Linked DNA regions of Mus musculus: all the other regions are linked to region 1. The links are chromatin contacts, called in public HiChIP or PLAC-seq and promoter capture Hi-C maps. All regions are on one chromosome and are shown on one strand. The core of a region is the stretch at or near the end of the contact, and the rest is flanking DNA. Distances in the headings are between cores, read along the strand shown.

Region 1 (4,622 bases), core at 1,378-3,877:
CTAAAGTCACAAAGGCCAGCACAAGTTCTGGCCATTTAGAATCAAGACAAAGGAAGCTGGAGAGATGGATCAGTAGCTAAGAGCGCTTCCTGCTTTTCCAGAGGACTGGAGTTCAATCCCTAGCACCCACATGGTGGCTCACAACCATCTATAACCCCAGTTCCAGGGGATCCCATGCCCTTCTCTGACCTCTGTGAGTATCAGGCACACAGATAGCGCACAGAGTCTCATACAGGCAAAACACTCATGTACATTTAAAAAAATCTAAAAAAATTAAATAAAAGAATAAAGATAATTATCATCAGTCACAAGGAGACTTTAGTATATTCTCCTGTTGTACAACACTATCCTGAGAGCCAAATATATTTGTATAAAGTCATATGTGTAAAGTTTTGTCCTAATTGAACATGGCTTTGGTGTCATGGGGAGGCACTGAGTACACCGGCTGGGGAGGGGGTTCCATCTGGGTGGCTATAGGGGAAGCAAACATCCATGCTTCATGCAGATTTTCCAGTGTATCTGCTTTAGGGTCGCCCACACTCCTAACTACAACCCATCTCAAACTCTGTAAGTAAGCCTAATAAACTCATGAGTGAACTCTGGTGGAATCAAACTTTTGTTTGTTATTGGGATTGTGGAAGGAGAAGGGTAGAAGACTGTTTAGTTTCCTCCTTCTCCCTCCTCCCCCTCCCAAGAAAATTCTTTCACTTTCTTAGGGGTTAGTGTGTCTGAAGAGAGAGACAGTATATATAATAAATCTTTAAAGGGAAAAATGATAAGATACAAGTCTATAAAAGAACAGTGGTTCAGTAGAAATAGCCCTTTTCATCTAACTCTTATCATGCTTATTACTTTTTACATTTACTTTATGTATGTGAGTACCCTGTTGCTGTCTTCAGACACACCAGAAGAGGGCATCAGATCCAATTACAGATGGTTGTGAGCTACCATGTGGTTGCTGGGATTTGAACTCAGGACCTCTGGAAGAGCAGTCAGTGCTCTTAACCTCTGAGCCATCTCCCCAGCCTCCTATCATGTTTACTTTTATTTGTGTGTGTGTGTGTGTATGTGGTGTGTGTGTGTATGTGGTGTGTGTGTGTATGTGGTGTGTGTGTGTATGTGTGTTAACAACATGTATGCAATGTCCACAGAAGCCAAAAAAGGGTGTCTGATCCCTTGGATCTGGAATTTCAGGCCATTATGAGCCACCTGTTGTGGGTACTTGGGAACCGAACTCAGGTCCTCTGAAAGGGCAGCACATGCTTTTAACCCCTGGGCCACCTGTTCAGGTCTACAGTCCTAGTCTTTTAACATTAGCAAGCAAAAGAAGCCTGAAAACTGGGAGTAATGTCTATGTAAAAAGAAATCACTGAGGGACATATAGAAGGTGTTTCTTTAGGTGGGAAAAGAAGGAGCCTTGAGAATTTGCCAGTATGTTGGGCCAGCAAGATGGCTCAATGGGTATAGGGGCTTACAGCCAGTCTTGACGACCTGAGTTCGGTGAGAAGAGAAAACTGAAGTTCTCCTTTGACCTCTCTCTCTCTCTCTCTCTCTCTCTCTCTCTCTCTCTCTCTCCTCTCTCTCTCTCTCTCACACACACACACACACTGAATAAATGTAATGTATTTTTCAATATTTAGAAACCCTAGGGTGTTAGTACAGAGATGGATTGAGCAGTAGCTCGCACATATCCACAGTTCCTTGTCTGAACAAACATTTCTTCGGAGTAGAAAAAGGAAGTACCCTCCATCTTCCCCCAAATGTCCCAGAACACACTCAAAAAAGAGAGGTAGTCATTAACATGACACCCAAAGGAGACAACATGCTAAAATTAGATCTCATTTTGAGTCAAAATTAGATTGAAAAATGAATCTATAGATGGAAGATTTATAGCCAGTTAATAAAGGAGTTGAGGATATTGGGGGTACATCCTTCATCTTCCTGATTGTTGCCATGGGGATGAACAACGTCCCTAGAGAAAATGCTACTTGGAGGATAAATTAGTATTTCCTAAGCATGACTTCTCAGTATCTGGATCCTCATAACCAGAAAGAGTCAGACCCGAAGAAGGGATTACATCACGAAGTTCAGTTAGCGGAAGAAAGGGGGAGTCTGATAAATCAACTGCTACTCATACAACAGTTACCCGCACTGGGGTATGGCCGGAACTGTCCTCTGCGAAACTAGGACCATAAGGGAACAAGGCGGGGGTGGGGGGGTGGGGGGGTAACCACCCTGGGTGCCATTGAGGTGAGGGACATTAAAAAATGTTCATTATTACATGAGGCCTTCCTTTAAAGACTAATGTATACAAATGTTATGGTTTCTCCTTACCCCTCTCCACCAAGACAACCCCAGAACCTCAGCCCATCAAAGGCAACAGTCCCATCTACTTCTTCCTCGCAGTACCTGGTTCTCTGCCTCCGGGGAGTAGGAACTTTCAGCCCCGCCTTCCTGCCCATCTAAGCCCCGCCTCCCCGGCCCACCTGTGTGCCCAGCCCCTGACGTTGCCGCGGGCCTTCAGCGGCCCGCAGGATCCGGGATCCTCATTGGTCCATCCGCCCACCGGCCTGCTCAGCCCACCAATGGCAACGGTGTTGGGCGGGGGGAGTGCCCACATCCAAGATGGCGCCCCCAGGAGCTGGGAGCGGGTGACCGGCGGCGGGGAAGCGGCCTGGGCTGGCCCTCAGATTGCGGGGTCCCGGGGGCCTGTCGCGGGGCCCCCCCGTGACCCACCGACCAGGCCTTCCCCCGGGCCGGAGAGATGGCCGCCGAGAACAGCAAGCAGTTCTGGAAGAGGAGCGCCAAGCTACCGGGGAGGTGAGCCCAGGACGCTGAGGGGAGTGGGGATTGGACCCAAAGCCTTCCAGATCCTGGTCCCTGAATCCCTCCGTCTTGGGGTACCCCCGAGGCCGGAGGGCTGGTGTCGGAGTAGCCCAGGCTGGAGCAGCTGTCAATCAGAGGAGCCTGGCCAGCTTGGGTGTGGGGTGCAGACTGGGGTCTGGGGGCGGGGAACCTCAGCTGGGAGGTGTCAGGGGACCAGTGTGAGGGGCAGTGGAGTTGGGCGAGTTGCCATTGTCAGCGTAGCCGTGGAGGGCCACCTGCAGACCGCTTCCGACTTTCTACAGAACTCCTTAGGGGTCTCCAACAGCATGGGTGGCTGCTTGCATGAGGGTTGGTGGCCCCATGGCCTTGGTTCCCAGCCCATCATCACATTCCTGTCTTCCCTTGGACTCCCAAAGGGGTTCTGATAGGAGAGCCTGGGCCAGGCCTGCAGGGGTATGAGCAAGACAGGGGAGGGGGAATTCTCAAGCCTGACCTTACTCTGTCTTGAGTTGGTCCTTTCTTTTGAGAAATTATTACAGGGTGGCCGCAGGGTGGAGAATAAGTTATTCCTTCTGGCATCCCGGAGAAGTGATGATTTTTCAGTGTGGATGCATTAAGTTCTTTTATTCTTGTTTTGTTGGAGAGCAGACCTTTCAAGCAACTTATTCCCTTAGTGTTTCTTTCTCTTGTTAGTGTATGTTGACACTGAGCAATTGTCTCTCAGTCAGGCTGCCTTTTGGTTTACTGGTTCCGTTTGTTTTGGGTGATGTCCTGAAAAATGAAAGCCCTATGTGTTTCACTACTGAATTTAAGATTTCTGCCAGCCACAGGCTGCTTGGTGTTAAGAGTTTGTGTCTGGTCACCGCCCTCATGAGTTCTATCCTTAGTGATTTTCCTGTTAAGTCTTTTTTTGTTCAGGTGTAGTCCTTTGACCTGTGACCTCGCACTCTTCCCTTCCTCCTTTCCCTCTCTCTCTCCCCTCTTTCCCATTCTCTCTCCTCCTTCTCTTCCCCTCCCCCTCCCTCTCCTCTTTCTCCCCCTCTTCCGTTCTCTCTTCACACTGTTGAAGACACTCTGCCACTGAGTTACACACAGCCCTCGCCCCCTTCTTCAAGCGAAAGAGAAACTGAGAGTCAGCATTGGCTGTGTAACTTTTCTGAGCTGTCATTACACACGTGGAGAAAGTTGAGGGACCAGGTTTTAGCAATGTGTGCTAATATAATAGCAGGGGAGGCAAAGCTAGCTTTGGGTTGAAGTGCTGTGGGGCTAGGGTGTTCACACATTGAACAGTGACACTGTGTTTTTAGATAAGCTCCGCTTCCTGCCACAGATTTCTTTTCCTTCCTGCTTGAGTGAGCTCTCCAGCTGCGTGGACTGCTCTTCTCTGGGAGTTTGCTCTGGAGGGGTCATTTCATTTTGATATCCTAAGATAACGATCATTGGGAAAATGGTGACGTCAGGAAGCAGGGGTGAGGACAATGGGCGATGGATGGTCTTTGTGCCTTTGGACTGCCAGATGTGGTGTATTAATGGCCTTTTGTCTTTTTCTTCTACTGGCCTACAGGAAGTCAACTTTTTAAAAGTACCACTTTAAATAATTATATTTATTCATCTACTTAATCAGTGTGTGTGTGTGTGTGTGTGTGTGTGTGTGTATGTGTGTGTGTATGCCACAGTGCTCACGTAGAGGTCAGAGGACAATTTACAGGAGTCAGTTCTCTGCTTCCACCCCGTGGATCTCAGGGCTTGAACTCAGGTCATCAGGCTTAGCCGCAAGCATCGTTATCTGCTGAGCC
Region 2 (4,622 bases), core at 1,418-3,917, 920 kb after region 1:
CCAAACCAATTAATCATTTCCTCCTCTGTGTTAGGTTCCCATAGTATTTTATAAGTATCTTGAGCATTGCTTGAATCTTTCCGCTATCATGACTAACTGCATATCCATTAGACATGAGTCATAGTATAAGAGGGGAATCAGAGAGTCAGGGCTTTAGTCTCAGGAACATGAGAGCAGCACGTGGAAAACCACAGTGGAAATCTATCTAACTGGACAGAGGGCAGGAACAGCATTCCAAACATCCTGAGGTGACACCCCAGGACTACTTCCAGATATGCAGAAGTAACAAGGGCAACTGAAAGACTTCGGGACCCTCATCAAAGCTCAGAGTGTGGACTGGGAGCTTGGTCAGAAGGGCAATCAGGAACTAGAACTAAGTTTCCCAAGGGAGGATCCCAATGGTTTGCATCTCCTGTACGCTTACAGAGTTTAAGTGTGAATATGTGCATGTTAGACCCCATATGGTGTCACTGTCAAGATGACCCACATAGGACTTGTTCTAGTGAGCAGTGGATGCTTTCTGTATTGTCAATGTCAAGAAGTCGGTGTTTACTGAGGTGTACTGACTCCCTTTAAAGTAACACACTGAAAACTCTTCACCACCTCTTAGCCACACAAGCTACCATTCGTCTGCAGGCACAGGCGTGCACGCACACTTTCAATCACAAGAAATTCTGCTACAGGCAATCATCAATAGTTTAATAAAGTTCCAAAAATATTTTCATGTTTAAGAATTAACTCTTTAACTCTAAAAGGGAAGCCTTTAAAAATGAATCCAAACTCCTATAACCCATTCTTTATATTAGTATCTTCAGTTCACTGCTACAGTGATTGAATTTTGGGGCTGGCTAAGCACTTCCATGGAGCCTAAATGCTGAAGTTTAACAGGTTACATGTAACGTCAAACTAAGATGCTAACATTTTTATGGTCTAAAATTTTACAAAAGATACACATCGATGTATGGAACAAAACCACGTCAAAAGCAATTCAACAGGTGCAAAGCTTCTTCCCTGGGTTGAGCCATCCGCTCTATGTAAAACATGTCAGAGTGAGACCCTTTGGGGCTCTTCATCAACCCCTTCCCACTCAGGGCTCCCTGCAGAAGGGGAGGCAGGAAGACTGAGGCTGACATAATGGATGACTCCAGGGAAACAGTGTCCTCTGGATCCAAGAGGCCTGATGCTCATAAGAACTCAGACTGTGGAAACGTGCACAGGGCCTGCACAGGTTCAAGTCAGATGCCACGCCCCTGGAGACTGAGAGGTGGAGTGGACAAAGGCTCCCACTCCTAACCAAGAAGCTACCTGCAACTGATGTCCGCTTGCAAAGGAAAATTTCCCTTTCTCCAGTGGAGTCTCACTGGGTATCAACTCTACTTAAGGGCAGGCCCGTGCCCCGGAGTAGGTGGCCAATGCAGACAAACCCAACGGCATTCTTCTAGGCTTTTTGCCTCCTAATACTTTGTTTAAGCTTTGTGTGGTGTGTGTGAGTCTGTGTGGCATATTGCCATTTCTGTGGGATTTGGGGGTGGGGATTGTACATTTGTGGTTTTATTTATGTGTTTTGTTAAAAAGGGCACAGAGCTGGGCAGTGGGGAGGATCTGGGAAGCCTTGGGGAGGGGAAAGCATCATCAGAATACACTGCGTGAAAAAAGCTCTCAAAAAATTAATTAATTGCCAGGCAGTGGTGGCACATGCCTTTAATCCCAGCACTTGAGAGGCAGCGGCAGGCGGATTTCGGAGTTCGAGGCCAGCCTGGTCTACAAAGTGAGTTCCAGGACAGCCAGGGCTATACAGAAAAACCCTGTCTCGAAAAAAAAAAACAAAAAACAAAAAACAAACAAACTATATATATATATATAAAAAACTCTTAACCTATGCTTGATCATGAGAATTCAAAGAACCCTTAGGCTGACTTGGTGTTTAAACTTTTTTCCTTAAGTTCATTTAATAAAGCACAAAAGCACATCTTGGTTAAAGATCACCACAATGCTTTCAATAACTTCAATACAAAAGGAAGAGAAGCAAACTTCCTTGAGCTGACATTAAAATCAAATTAGGAGTGCTGCTCATAAGAGTAAACCTGAAGACTGGCCCCTCTGGAGGAGAGGAGGAGATTGGCACACAGGCATGCGCCCAGGCAGCCCCTTCACAGATGCTTGCACTGTCTACTGTTGGCTGGGAAACTCCCAGGAGAAAAGTATCAGAGCCACCAACTACAAGCGGAAGTGGCAGCTCTTTGGTGGGGACAGTTGTCTGCCGCTCCAGCACAGTGCTCACACCGATGGTTATTTTTATTTTTGCAGCCTCCCTAACATAGCCCAGGTTCCGAATGCAACAGATGAGTCTAGTCTTGACTTTAGAAACAAATCGCCAGCTGTCTCCTAAAGGACAACCTCATTTAATGGAAGGCAAATGCTAGCACAGAACAAAAGTAAATAAAGATGGCTACATATGCTCCAGTTTTCAGACTGAAAGTGACAGCGATGAGAGGTGCAGAGGAGGAAAGATTAAACATGAAGAACAGCTGCCACCAATAGCAGACGCTCTGACTAGTCAACCCGTCTAATAACATGGTGTCGCAAGAATGCCAATTAAAAGAGCCAGTGTGGAGATTCAGGCTCAGAGATCTTAGAGCTAAAGAAGCCGGAGGAGTTCGGCCAAAGCAGCTCCTGCCACAGAAGGCTGTGCTGAATGCCAATGGGCTGTGAGCAAAGTGCTCTGTAAACTGCCGACGTCTGCAGCCACATTGATGCTGCGGCTACTCCTAAGCTACTTCTACTCTTTTAGTTTAGTCTTTATAGAATGTACCAATTCCATCTGTATTCATTCACTTCCAATAAACAGAATTGTGAATTGGCATTTTTTACTTTTTTATTTCCTCAAGAATCTTCAAACAGAATATGTTGCCAAAATTAAACACCTTGTAGGCACAGCATGTGAATGGAATCTCTAATTTCGATGAGAATGAGACAGGAGCAAAGCCTGCACCCTTTCATGTCTTCCAAACATATCTGTAGAATGTCACTCAGGCCTATTAAAATGCTTACATGTCCTGGAGTCCCTCTCCCTCCACAGAAGCAAGCACTCATTAAAGGGCAGAGCAGGGGAGGAGAGAGCCGGCTGGCCTTTGCTGACAGAAGAGGAAGGCCTGGTGATGTGCTTTCAGAGGAGGACTTAAAAGGGGCTTTGAAAGGGTCAAAGGGAGGGCCTGGGGAGAAGCTTCCCCGGCTGACGGCACCACCCACCTTAAAAGGGTTACTTCATCCAGCTCAAGCCAAAATGGACCACCACAAGCTGTTACGGGCCCCTCTAACACAAGAAGAATTTCTATAGTGACCTCAGGGTGCCCTGCCACACTGCATCCCCCCAAACAGACCACCATCACCATGGTAAACATAGCTGAAAAGAACACTTTTACACTTTATTTCCATCTTTCCTATGATTTTGGTATGTGGATGTAATTTAACTTTAAAGTATTTGGGAAAAAACATTTAGTCCAGCTGTGCCAAAAAGAAAAAAAAAGGAAAAGATAATTTCCCCATTTACAGATGCTTCCAGTACTGGTTGAAGATGGATTAATCTACAGTTACTCAGCTGCAGAATATTACTCCTATTCCTCAGACTTTATATATGAACTATTACATCCATTAGATAGCTCTACAGCAGCTCCTCCTACCTACCCTTAAGGTACTCTTTCTTATTCAAGCCTTCCCTTCCTAAGGGGAACAGTCAAGGCCCCTCGCTGCCAGGCACCACCCAGCACCACCCGGAGCCTGCAGCAGGGGAAGAAGCAGGATGCTGAGAAGGAAATTAACAAATTTGTTTAAAGGGCACCACTATGGGATTTGAACTTATTCCTGGACTAGACTTTAAAGTTCAAGACATGTGGACACTAACATGAACAATTTTCTTTCAGAAAGTCTACACATCACAGAGGAACTAGTAATGCCATGTTGCAAACAAGGGCAGAGTTGCTCTTTCCCTGCTAAGCACAGAACTGTGCACCATTAGAAACGTTTCCAGAAACGTTTCCCGAAACGCCTTCTTCACTTTCCTTCACAACGATAGGGGAAGCATGGGAAGACAGTACTTGCGTCCTCTCTGGACCTGCACTACCCTGGGGTGGCAGACATTTCATCTCACTGCTGATTTGGACAGGGAGGGCAAGAGAGGGCTGGAACACCGGCGTCAGACACCAGGCCCCTCACCTCTGGGGTGCAGATGTATGAAAAGCACAGAATAAGTCGGAACGTACAACTTGATGTACCAAAAATTAAAAATGGAAGCAGAGGGTGGATCAGTGTGCACGGTCTCACAATACAGTTTCAAAGATAATTGGTAATGTTCTCTTCCCCCCAAAGAAAGTGAGGGTTAAATATAGTTGCTCAGTACAAGGACGGCTGGTCTTCAGGATGTGTAAATTATACATTACAGTTACATAACAGGCTAAATCACAGTCATCAACAAAAGAAAATTTGGCACAATTTGTGAATTTTTATGATTCTAGCTCATAAGCAGAGCTTCAAAAAGAAGGAAAAAAGTATTCCCTTGAATCTGCCATGCAAGTAAAACCTTAAAGAGCCCGAGGCAAGGGAAGGGGAAGGTACCCCCAGGAAGA
Region 3 (4,622 bases), core at 1,329-3,828, 540 kb before region 1:
CAGCAGAATCCTTTTATTCTTCAGCCAGTACCTAATGCAATGCTAAGCACTGGGCTCTCCTTCCCAGGCTCACTATGTAGGCAAGGTGGCCTCCACCTCAGATCAACCCGCCTTTGCTACCCAGTGCCCCAGTGGCCCACCACACCCAGCCCTTTTGACCTTTGTTCAAGCCCTTCTCTCTACCTCCACTCATAAAAGGTTTAGCCTAATTCTAATAACCTCTAATCAAAAGATCCAATTAATATTGCTCAATAGCAATTTACGGGTTTACTGGGTCAACCGAGTGCTTCTTATGAGGCAGGGCTTTCCCTCCTGCTTTTCATAATTCAAGCTTCCTGCCCTGTCTTATAAGCCACTGGAATCCTACTTACTTCAGGCTCCTTTGGCTCTGCAGAGTTAGAGGATGGTGGACAAAAAAGTCTTAGTTCAGTTTAACAAAGCATATACGCTTCATAAAACTCAGCACTAGGGACTGGGACCTCAGAATGAGCTCACACAAGAGCCAACTGTTTTATTCACTATAGAGTTATGCCTGGCTGGATGACTTTACAATGGTACCTCCATCTCTACAAAAACCATTGCACCAACATTTTATTTCCTTGTCACCAAAGGTCTATTCTCTTTCATTGGGCAATTCAAGATGAAGCCATGGCTACTCCTTAAAGAGTCACATGAGCTGGGCGTGGGGGCGCACACCTTTAATCTCAGCACTCAGGAGGCAGAAGCAGGTGGATTTCTGAGTTCGAGGCCAGCCTGGTCTACAAAGTGAGTTCCAGGACAGCCAGGGCTACACAGGGAAATCCTGTCTCGGACACACATACACACACACACACACACACACACACCCAAAAAAAGGGTCACAAGAGGAAGGCAGAGGCAAGTGGATCTCCTAGTTAGTGATCAGACTGGTCTACACAGCAAGTTCCAGGACAGCCAGCACTACACAAAGAAACCCTGTCACAAAAATACATTAAGGAGGGGTTGGGGATTTAGCTCAGTGGTAAAGTGCTTGCCTAGCAAGCCCAAGGCCCTGGGTTCGGTTCTCAGCTCCGGAAAAAAAGAAAAAAAAAAAAAATACATTAAGGAAAAAAAAAGGGCCAACCAGAGCGAGCAGAGGTCCTAAATTCAATTCCCAGCAACCACATGAAGGCTCACAACCATCTGTACTGCTACAGTGTACTCATATACATAAAATAAATAAAGAAATCTTTAAAAAAAAAAAAAGGAAGAAAGGAAGGAAGGAAGGAAGGAAGGAAGAAAGGAAGGAAGAAAGAAAAGTAAAGTCACAAGTCACAAGTGGGCTGGTCTGTGGAGGCATATTCCTTTAGGAGGCAGAGACAGGAGGATCTCCGTGAGTTCTAGGCCACCTTAGTCTACAAAGCAAATTCCAGGCCAGGCATAGGTACACATTCAGACCCCATCTCAGACAAAATGCTCCATTTGTGAAGTCCACTCCCGGGAGTGGAGAACATGCCTGATGTTGAAGTGGGTGTGTGTGTACACTGGTGTGCTGTCCAGAGTCTGAGGACAGAGCCATCGGGTTAGGAGGAAGCTGCTATCTGATGTTTGGGTGGGGTGGGGCAGGGAGCTATTCTTGCAGCGATGTGGTTTGTTTTTTTTTGTTTTGTTTTGTTTTGTTTTTTTTGTTTAGGGAAACCGTATGTACTGGCTACTTCACAGCCAAGGTGAGCTGAAGGAAGAGGAAGCAGTGAAGCTACTTCACGCCGCTGACCTTCCTATTCATCTTGAAAAAGAGCAAGATTCCCCTATGTCTCTGGGTCCTTTGCAGGGCGCCGCTGGCAGCAGCCGTTATGCGCTTTCTGACACACTTTTCCTCCGACTCTTCTGCCACTTTTCCCTGTCCTCCAGCTCGGTCCCTTTTCTCGAATTTTAACAGTCTGCAGTCCACGGGCGGGGATCTTAAGGTGAGGGGAAGCCCGGTACCCCCTGATCGCGGACTAGGGGGACAGCCTCCAAGGTCCCACACCTACCCCGGGGTGGGGGGAGCTCTCGAAGTGCAGACACCCTCTGGTTCTCTCATCCTAAGGTGCAGAGTGGTACTGACCGAGGTCAGAGGGGACGAGCCGGTGGCAGCAGACACACAAAGCTGGCGACTAGGAAAGGAGGGAGCGGCTGCCTGTCCCGGTTGAGGACAGAGGCGTAGAAAGAGAGGGACGGACAAGGGGGCTCTGGGGACCACAGAGAGAACGCTGACAGGAGCCCTGGAGTGCACAGGAGCTGTGGGACGGCCGGACGAGGCGGCAAGCCTGAGGCGACGGCCGGGAGACACTCACCAGACCCAGGGGGGAGGGAGGCGCGGGGCCGACGGCTACAGAGACGGCGCAGACGCGACGTGCGGGCGGCTCCAGAGCGACCGCGACACGCCGGGGACTCCGAATGAGCGCAGCTGCCGATCCGCGACAGGACAGGACAAAAGGAAGAACCCCAACTGCCGGAAAAGACGGCGGCGCGGAGGGGCCAAGGCTCCCCCGGTACCCCCTCAGACTGTGGAGAGGGGCCGCCGCGGCTGAGACTGCGCATGCGCCCCCCGCCAGCGGCGCTCGCCGGGCAGCGGGACTGCGCGTGCGCGGCGGCGCCCCGCCCACATTTCACCCCTCACCCGACTGCGCCTAGCCGAGGAGGCCCTACGAGTGCAGAGCGGGGCGGGCTCCCTGGTGGCTTTGTGATGGGCTGGACTAGCTGGCCTTTGTTATGTTACTTTTTCTTTTGAAATAATTATAGACTCGCCAGAAGTTACAAAACGAAAACCTGGAAGTTCCGTAAAAGCCAACACCCACCCAGCTTCCCTCAAGGTCTTACATAAGGCACCGGGCTCTGCACCCGGAAATTAACATTGGCTCTCTATCAACTAAACCAATGCAATCAACTACCGTGACGGGGATTTAGCATTTGGCGTGCACTCGCTGGATGATGTCTTTAGTTCTCTGAAATTTAATCTGAGTTTTACCCCATCCTCCTTGACTTCAGATCATTGTGGCCATAAGTCTGTTGGAACCCGTGGCCCTTCCTATTTTTCGTTATTGTAAAGGATTAACGTGCCTTTGTTTGGGATCAGGTGATCTCTCACACCTAACACCTCTCCATTGTGCACAACTTAAAGCCTCTCATTGATTTCCAGAGAACTGAGCCCAGTGCCCTCGATTAGAAAGTTTTAAAGTCCTGAAAAAACGATGAATGGCTCCCTAGAAAGGAGTCCTCTGGGAGCAAGCGAGAAGAGAGCTCCCTCCTGTTAGTCACTTCCCAAGCCGCCCCTAGTAAGTGTTCTGATTTTCCCTTTTCTTTTATGTTTTTTTGTTTTGTTTTTTGTTTTTCGAGGCAGGGTTTCTCTGTGTAGCCCTGGCCGTCCTGGAACTCACTTTGTAGACCAGGCTGGCCTCGAACTCAGAAATCCACCTGCCTCTGCCTCCCAAGTGCTGGGATTACAGCAGGTGTGTGCCACCGCCACCACCACCACCACCACCACCACCACCCCCGCTTTGATTTTGGTTTGGTTTTTTTTTTTTGGTTTTTTTTTTTTTTTTTGGTTTTTCGAGACAGGGTTTCTCTGTATAGCCCTGGCTGTCCTGGAGCTCACTTTGTAGACCAGGCTGGCCTCGAACTCAGAAATCCGCCTGCCTCTGCCTCCCGAGTGCTGGGATTAAAGGCGTGCGCCACCACCGCCCGGCTGATTTTGTTTTTAATTGCATTGTAATTATTGAATTCATTATCTTGCTAATACTTTTTTTACTTTTTTTTTTTTTTTTTTTTGCCTCTTAAAATTTTTTTGAGACAGTCTTATGTAGCTCAGGGTCTCAGGGTAACACAAACAACGTGTTGCTGAGGGTAAACCTTGAACTCTCGAAATCCTCCTGCCTTAGCCTCTCAAGTCCTGATGTGGGTTACATCATGTCTCTCATTTGAAAATAAATTCCCAAGCAGGGGTAGTGGTGCCTGCTGCTACTTCCCCCTTTCCTCTTCCCCACAGGGCAACGCTCATCAGCTGACTCTGAGTACTTTTTCCAACACAGATCCAGAATGGGGCTTGATGTGCAATGGCCTGGTGCTTCTCAGGCACTGGTGTGCGTTGGCCTGGTGCTTTCACTGTGTGCATACAAATAGCCCCCTAAGACTATAGGGGCTGGGTAGAGGGCTCAGCAGTTAAGAACATACAGAGAGTCGGGCAGTGGTGGTAAACACCTGTAATCCCAGCACTTGGGAGGCAGAGACAGGCAGATTTCTGAGTTTGAGGCCAGCCTGGTCTACAGAGTGAGATCCAGGAAAGCCAGGGCTTCACAGAGAAACCCTGTCTCAAAAAACCAAAAAAAAAAAAAAAAAAAAACAAACAAACAAAAAACCACACAGTGAGTGCTCTTACAGAAGACACAAGTTCAGTTCCTAGCACCCACATGATGGCTCCCAACCATTTGTAACTCCAGCCTCAGGAAATCTGATGTAGATGTGTTTTTTTTGGCTACTTTATAGGGTTCTTATATATCTACTGCCCTTCCAATTGTCCAACACTAAATAGGACAGAATGAAACTTAGAGGGGAAAGGGGACATAGACCTCTTTAGACTGCTCAAGGGCATTCAGTTCCTTGGGGGCAAGTCTAATCTTAGTTGT

Evidence for each region. Promoter capture Hi-C pulls out the DNA fragments that hold promoters and counts their contacts. HiChIP or PLAC-seq counts read pairs in DNA pulled down with a chosen protein or histone mark.
Region 2: an H3K4me3 HiChIP or PLAC-seq map of stem cell-derived neural progenitor cells shows a contact between it and region 1, with 4 times the contacts expected there. The contact joins the enhancer-like site here to the promoter of Tbc1d22b in region 1. A contact is called at or near these places in 1 of 39 promoter capture datasets (embryonic stem cells), 4 of 115 datasets of contacts at active chromatin or transcription factors (bone marrow-derived macrophages, forebrain, large pre-B cells and 1 more) and 1 of 9 other capture datasets (embryonic stem cells).
Region 3: a contact with region 1 is called in a promoter capture Hi-C map of pre-B cells, with 4 times the contacts expected there. The contact joins the promoter of Stk38 here to the promoter of Tbc1d22b in region 1. A contact is called at or near these places in 1 of 39 promoter capture datasets (pre-B cells), 4 of 115 datasets of contacts at active chromatin or transcription factors (effector CD8 T cells, large pre-B cells, memory CD8 T cells and 1 more) and 1 of 9 other capture datasets (adipose tissue).

Annotation. Positions count from the first base shown.
Region 1 is chr17:29,547,175-29,551,796 of GRCm38.p6, forward strand. Tbc1d22b (TBC1 domain family, member 22B) reads left to right here and starts at 2,628. Exons shown (of 13, transcript NM_198647.1): 1 at 2,628-2,820. The coding sequence starts at 2,765. It overlaps Tmem217 (transmembrane protein 217), which reads right to left and starts at 2,419. Exons shown (of 3, transcript NM_001162901.1): 1 at 2,335-2,419.
Region 2 is chr17:30,465,469-30,470,090 of GRCm38.p6, forward strand. All of the region lies in intron 6 of Btbd9 (BTB (POZ) domain containing 9), which reads right to left. Among named protein-coding and RNA genes, the nearest start is that of Btbd9, 110 kb to the right of the region's middle. Within about 2 kb of position 2,668, at least 61 of the 459 cell types and tissues checked have an H3K27ac peak or open chromatin away from gene starts, as enhancers often do. A contact at or near this core is called in forebrain and stem cell-derived neural progenitor cells, where this site is marked.
Region 3 is chr17:29,005,417-29,010,038 of GRCm38.p6, forward strand. Stk38 (serine/threonine kinase 38) reads right to left here and starts at 2,579. Exons shown (of 14, transcript NM_134115.3): 1 at 2,295-2,579.